Linked DNA regions of Sus scrofa: region 1 is linked to region 2. A link is a contact called in public promoter capture Hi-C data. All regions are on one chromosome and are shown on one strand. Each heading gives the region's core, a stretch centred on a gene start, on an enhancer-like site or on the middle of the called end of the contact. The rest is flanking DNA. Distances are from core to core; before and after follow the strand shown.

Region 1 (3,658 bases), core at 316-2,815, 120 kb before region 2:
TACGTCTATGGGTTTCACTGAATCTTCCTGAAGAGTCCGACTTCTCCACCAATCTGAAAATCTGAAATCCAAATGAATTCGGGTCCTTGAGTCAATGTAGCTAATCACTCAAGAGCCGCATCACAGTTGAATGCCCATTTCAAGGGTGGTCCAGCCACCTCACTTTCCAGTCCAAGTGAATGACCCCTTTGGTCTGGGGTTTGCTCCTGGAGGTTGCAGTCAGAAGTCCACTGAATTTTCAGGCATGTAGATGGTTCTTAATTTAGTGTCTGCTGAATCTTTGCCAAGGTCCCTTCCCTTCCTGTCTGGGAAGGCTATGGCCCCGAAGGAAAAGGAATGCTCCTTTCATTAACAACCATAACAATAAAACTCTTCGCGAGCCATAGCCATCCTTGGAAATATGTACCTATTTAAAAGCCTGCTTTTAAAAACGAAAAGTCAACTCCTATTTGCCTCCACACCTCGCCCCACCCTCTGGCCTCAGGAATCCTTCTTGCTCAGTCTGGCCTTGATTTTTTCCCGCAGGAGGGCTGCAGTGGCCCCGCTGCAGGCCACCAGGAAGAAGAAGGAGAGGCAGGCGGCGTAGATGGACAGGGGACTGTGACGGTGCAGGAAGATCTCCTGTCGCCCCTTGTAGTCCAAGAGGATGGCCTCCAGCTGAGAGAGTGTGCAGATGGACAGAAAGGCGTGGAAGATCTGATGGCCGTGGCCCACGATGTCACAGGAACCGGGAAAGTACTTCTCCGGAACTGGGCAGGAGAAGAAGTAGGCGCTGACCAGAAAGAAGACGATCTGGAGGGTGTGGTACCACGCGGCCTGCTCCTGGCAGCCAGACAGGTGGCACAGGGCCACGCGGTGCGCCACGGGGCTGATGTCCAGGATGAAGGCCAGCCCCGCGGGCACCACTTGGCAGACCTTCCTCATGACCGGGTAGGGCCGGCGGTAACGGTACTTGGCGTAGCAGCAGCCGGTGCAAGATAACCAGCCGCAGAAGGCGGCCGCGGGCAGGAAGAAGAGCCAGAAGCGCTCGTACCAGGCCTGGTCGGAGGCGTAGAAGAAGTGGACCAGGGCGCTGCCGTACTGGTACACGCTCACGCCCACGTAGTCCACGAAGTAGAAGGTGTAGTGGGAGAGCTCGGACTTGGACTGCAGCAGGTGGGCCAGCAGGCTGAAGGTGAGGTAAGTGATGGAGGACAGGACGTAGAGGAGCAGGGGCAGGGTGTGAGCAGAGGTCCAGGGCAGGCCCTCGGTCTCCACGAAGGCCCAGAACCGCAGGAGGACGGCCAGGGCCGCCAGCAGGTGGGTCCACACGTTGACCACCTCGTTGTGTTTCTGAAAGAGGCTGAAGAAGTAGTAACGCCACTCGTGGCCGATGGGGCGGTACCCGGCGCGGATGTAAGGCTCCCGGAAGAGCTGGGGCACGTCGGTCTCGGGCACAGTGCCAGGCATCTTGGGCAGCCCGTCCTCCAGGATCTTGGGCAGGCGGCGCAGATGCTGCCCGCTCACCGACAGGGTGCTTAGGCGCTGCAGGATGGCGGTTGTCATGGCTGTACAAGGATACAACCTACGGGAAACAGAATGAGATGATGGGCAAAGATGCGGTTGGGGGGGGGGGCGCCCCGCTGAGAGAGCTACGGGTTTTCTAGTGCAGCGGGGGAGGCGGGGGACTGCAGACAGCTTCTCTGGGCCTCATTTTCTTTTTTCCCTATGTAGAAGAAGAGTTGGACCAAGATCCTTGACTGCCCTGATATTCTGATTTTGTTTCTCCTACCCACTACAGCATGAGACCAAGTCACATCTTATAAAATGGGAATATTAGCCACCCCCATTTTAATGACATCTAGAAGGTTAGTAAGGGTACCTTTAGAGTGTTGGCATTTGCTAGATGATATGACAACGTAATCATCAGACAGACTCCAACAGTGTGATCATTACCAGCAGGTGGAAGAAATGGGGAGATACTGGTCAAAGGATAAGAAGTTCCAGTTTATTCCGTTATAAAATGAAATCATTCTGAGGATCTTACATACAGCATGATAATTACAGCTAATTATTGCAGTATTATATATTGAAATATAAAAATTATCGATATTGACATTACTAATGACAGCCTACATTTCTTGAGCACCTAGTTGTAAATTATCCATGAATTTCACTGGGAGCTTGAAAATCTGAGCTAAGCAATAGCAACTTGCACCTCAAAGTAAAGACAGGCAAGTGAATCATCAATCTAGTTGGTAAAGACCAAAACATATTCTGGGAAATATTTGATCAGTTAAACCAAATTACACGTGACCTGAATTTAACCTAACATCTAATTATGAAGATTGTGGATTTTTTTTTTTTTAATTTTAAATTATGCTCTGGAAAGCAAGTAGTTTTGGGCATGCCTCTCCTGGGCACACAGGATAAATTTCAGGCCTCAAAAATGTTTAACTTGCACTTGGGATTTTTAGGTGACAGAGGAGCCAGAGGAGCACAGGGATTATTCAACAAAATATTTCTGGGGGTTCCCATCGTGGCTCGGTGGTTGACGAATCCGACTAGGAACCATGGGGTTGCAGGTTCGATCCCTGGCCTCGATCAGTGGGTTAAGGATCTGGTGTTGCCGGGTGCTGTGGTGTAGGTCACAGACACAGCTCAGATCTGGCGTTGCTGTGGCTCTGGAGTGGGACGGTGGCTATAGCTCCGATTGGACCCCTAGCCTGGGCACCTCCATTCGCCGCAGGTGTGGCCCTGGAAAAGGCAAAAAAAAAAAAAAAAAAAAAAAAAAAGAATTCATAAAATAGCTGCAAAATTTCACGTGAAGTTGCTGAATAAAGCAATGGGATTTTAGCATAGCTACAGATAATTTCTTTTGTCTTTTTAGGGCCACAACCTCAGCATATGGAAGTTGCGAGCATAGGGGTTGATTTGGAGCTGCAGCTGCCAGCCTATACCATGGCCACAGCATCACTGGATTTAAGCCATGTCTGCACACCACGGCTCATGGCAACTCCAGATCTTAACCCACTCAGTGAGGCCAGGGATCGAACCCACATCCTCATGGATACTAGTTAGGTTCTTAACCTGCTGAGCCACAATGAGAACTCTCAGATAACTTCTGTACTTCTTATTTCCCAAACTCCTTTGCTTCAGAAAAGTTCCAAACCCAGTGGATTCAAATGGCCCCCTTCCTTCAGAGCCTTTCGCCTGAGGACAAGGCAAGTGTTTCTTTGCAGAGAAAATGTAATCTTCCTATGCACACTTAATGTCAAAAGAGAAAAAAAATACCTCATCCAGTCAAACATGTAGGGCATGGAAAGAATTAAATGTGAAAAACTTCGGAGTTCCTGTTGTGGCACAGCGGAAATGAATCCAACTAGGAACCATGGGGTTGCGGGTTCAATCCCTGGCCTCACTCAGTGGGTTAAGGATCCGGCGTGGCTATGAGCTGTGGTGTAGGTCACAGATGCAGCTTGGCGGCTACAGCTCTGATTAGACCCCTAGCCTGGGAACCTCCATATGCTGCAGGTGTGGCCCTAAAAAGACACACACACACACACACACACAAAAAAAAAATGTGAAAAACTTCCAGGAGGCCTGGAGGCCAGCACTTGGGTAGCCCCTCCCTGGGTGACCTTGGACCTGTCAGAGACCTTGCTGAATTTCAGTCCCC
Region 2 (3,561 bases), core at 715-3,214:
ATTTTTTAGCAACAACCTGATTGATTGTCCTTTCTTACAGTTTGGAGGAGCAGGGGATAGCAAAGGAAACACACTTCTCTGCTCAAAGATCTCATGTTCTAACAAATAAATAACTGAATGTCCCTTATGGCTGAAGATAATGACATTAAGGCAAATCAAGTCTTCATCTAGAATTTATCCAGGATTAATTCTAAATGGATTTTTTTCTTTTTTTACAGTTTTCAAATTTGCCATAAGTTCATGCACTGTCAGAATGGATTTTCATCTTTATATGAGGAAATTAAAGCTCATAGAAAAGTATGTTTGAATCAAAGGTTTGGTTTTCATATTTTTATCTCTCTGGACTTTCTATTGCAAATGACTTGATTTCTTTACTTGTGTGAACGAAACTTCCTGGTTCTTTTAGTGTTTATTTCAAGCTGTTTCCAGAGCAGATAATATTGTCAACATTGCCTTCATTATATTCATAAAATACAGTTATGATCAAGTGATAAAGGCATTTTCAAGTTAATAAGTAATATATAATTACAAGTAGGTGCCTTATCTAGAATTCCTCTTTCTTTTTTTTTGCCTATTAATATAAACAAAAGCAAGCAGCCAGATAAAGGCCTTTTCCCTTTGAGTAAGGATCTATATATCTGCTCCCTAGGATGACACAAAACATACGGTAACTATAAACATGATAACTAAAGTATAAACTATAACAACTAAATAATACATACATACAAATAGATGGCATAGAAATTTTGTTTAGGCAGATTATACTTAAAATACTTAGCAGGGCATAGTGAATCCTGGAAACCTTAAAACATGATTAGTTAACTGAAATTTCAGATATAGAATTATCAGGTGTTTAGTCCTGTGCACTGAAATTAAGGGCAATGGGACTGCTCCTTGTGCATTCAGTGGTTACAAGGGTGTACACATCAAAAAATTCATTGAAATGGATGTAAGATTTGTGCATTTTACCTCAAAAAAACCCCCAAAATATAAACAAACTGCAAAAGACTAAAAAGAAAACAAACCAAAAAAACCTCCTGCGATATGCAATCGGTCTTTTAATTGTTTATAATTTCAGATTTGCTGTTTTAATTAATGACTGAAACTTAAGAGTGGCGTGAAACACCTTTTGTTTCTCCTTCTATTTAATTACCTTTCCATAAGCTAAGTTTTTAAAAAAGATTTTGTGAACTTCTCATAAGGCGAGAAAGACTTTAACTTACCCATTTGCGAGTAGGATGGTGTAGTAATTACGTCCATAATTTCTTACAAAACACGAGGTCATCTGGGGTGGGGGTGGGGAAACGTCGCGAAAATTTTTCTTTCACGTTCCTCTCTTCCGCGGCCTAATATTTTTGTGGGGTATTTCAGGCCACGGTATTCAGATAGCAAATGAGTTGCTGAACTAAAGAACCTCTCCCAAAGATGCTGTGATTCTATTCTCCACCCTAGATTCTCGAAATTCACTTTTTCCCCGAATGCCACTAGAGGGCGTTTGAAAAACCTATCTATAGCACAACTGATATATATTGGATATATTTTAAAAACGGTTTGCCTTTGTGTTTTTTTCTCCCTGCATGCTAAACTCACATTCTCTGACGTCTAGTCTAGTTTCAGTCCAATCGCCGGGCCGAGTTTCACTCAGTGGCAGGTCGGGGAACCGCAACCAGAAAACACCCGGTAAAACATTGAGGAAAAAGAGGGACGACTACGACTCCCAGAAGGCAGCGCTTCAGGTCTCGCTGGCTCTCCGGCTGCCCAAGGAGCAGGCTCTGCGAGCCTCCTCTCATCTCATTGGTCAGCTTTCCTGTCAGTAAAGGTGGAGTAAGGAGGGGCCCGGCTAGCACAGTTCCCGCCACTCGGAGGAGCCGCAGAGAAAACCTAGAGAAGAAGCCGTCCTCGATTGGATACTCGCTGTTCTCGCGTAGGAATAACCAGCCAATCAGAGTGTATATATCCTCCCAAATACCCCACCCCTTCCTTGGGGTTACTTTTGTTGGCGGGAAAAGTAGAGAGGTTTTCGCGCCGGGGCGGGGCTACGCTAGGCTCTTTCGCGCGGCTCCGCTGGCAGGAGTTCCTTAGCAGCGAGCATGGCCGGGACCGTGGTGTTGGAAGATGTGGAGCTGCGAGAGGCGCAGAGAGACTACCTGGATTTCCTGGACGACGAGGTAAGGGAGGGCTGGGTGGTCCAGGAGCCCCGGGGGCCGCACTGAGGCCGAGGGAGACCGCGGAGCTCCAGGCTGCGGCGGCGGGACGGAGGTTAGGGACCTTCCGCCCTGATCTTGTAGCCTTTCTGGCAGCGGAGTCTGTGGTTGAGAGCAATCCTGTGGCTTTGCAGAGTACAAATGATGGCCGGGTCTCGCGAAAGGCGCAGGTTTCCTCCAAGCGCAAACCAAGTGCAAAGGCCACGCTGACTTTTTTCACTCCCTGCTCTCTTAATTTGGAGGGAGGGTCGGGGAAGGACCGCTGGAGAACGGTGATGGTAGTGACCTGCAGACTTATAGGGTCCCCAGGTTTTAGTGGCTGACTTTCCTGCCGGAGGAAACGACTCCCTTATTTGGCCGCGTTCCTTTTTCCCTACCTTTTGGGACGGAGAGAAATAGTGTTGGCGTGCAAATAAGGGGGGTTTGTATGCAGTTTAAGATTGACAGCCACAGAATGTTGTTTAAAGCGTCTTGAAGGGTTGATAGTGCTCTGTTTGCGAATGTCCGGATATGGGAACTCTATATTATGCAGATGATTGGGGAAATAAAGTAATTCCAGACAAAATTCTGCAACGAAAAGTCACTTTGAGTATTAAAAGTCTGTTTAATTTGCATTTTAACAAGGATTTTACTTGTTCTTTTTAAATTTTTTTTTTAGTTTTTAAATATTTTTTACATTGAAGGCTAGTTGACTTAGTGTTGTGTTTCAGGTGTATAGCAAAGTGATTCTGTTTTATATATGAGTGTGTGTGTGTATATATACACATATATATATATTCTTTCTCAGATTCCTCTTCATTAGACATTATTATAAGATTGAGTATGGTTCCTGGGCTATACAGTAGGTCCTTGTTTATTTTAGATATATTAGTATGTATCTGTTAATCCCAGACACCTACTTTATTCCTTCCCCTTAACTTGTCCTTAATTCCCCAGTAAAGGTTGTGAAATGACTGCACACAGAAGAGCTATTGGTGATAATAGGAATTACAGCATGGGTCTTGAGGAAGTCATAATTCATACACTGGTCTCTTAGGTGTCTTTGGAATGTGAGACTAGTGAGTGAAAATGTGGGAGGAACTGGGATTCACCTCTGCTGCAGAGATTGATATATTTATCTTGCTGTGAGAGCTGCCTCTGTTTAAAAGCATCATATATTTGAATTTGTGGCCGTTGTGACATGTGGTGGTTCTTTTGCAGGAAGATCAGGGAATTTATCAGAGCAAAGTTCGGGAGCTGATCAGTGACAACCAGTACCGCTTGATTGTCAATGTGAATGACCTTCGCAGGAAGAATGAGAAGAGGGCTAACCGGTGAGTGGCTAGGTGTCCACCGCCACATCCTGGCCCTGAGTCAG

The links. Promoter capture Hi-C pulls out the DNA fragments that hold promoters and counts their contacts.
Region 1: a contact with region 2 is called in a promoter capture Hi-C map of liver, with 3 times the contacts expected there. The contact joins the promoter of PAQR8 here to the promoter of MCM3 in region 2. A contact is called at or near these places in 2 of 5 promoter capture datasets (fetal liver and liver) and 8 of 47 Hi-C or Micro-C datasets (blood, embryonic fibroblasts, epiblast stem cells and 3 more).

What each region holds. Positions count from the first base shown.
Region 1 is chr7:46,226,385-46,230,042 of Sscrofa11.1, reverse strand. PAQR8 (progestin and adipoQ receptor family member VIII) reads right to left here and starts at 1,565. Exons shown (of 1, transcript NM_213740.1): 1 at 1-1,565. The coding sequence starts at 1,545. The coding sequence ends at 481.
Region 2 is chr7:46,102,828-46,106,388 of Sscrofa11.1, reverse strand. MCM3 (DNA replication licensing factor MCM3) reads left to right here and starts at 1,964. Exons shown (of 17, transcript XM_001924813.6): 1 at 1,964-2,168; 2 at 3,405-3,517. The coding sequence starts at 2,091.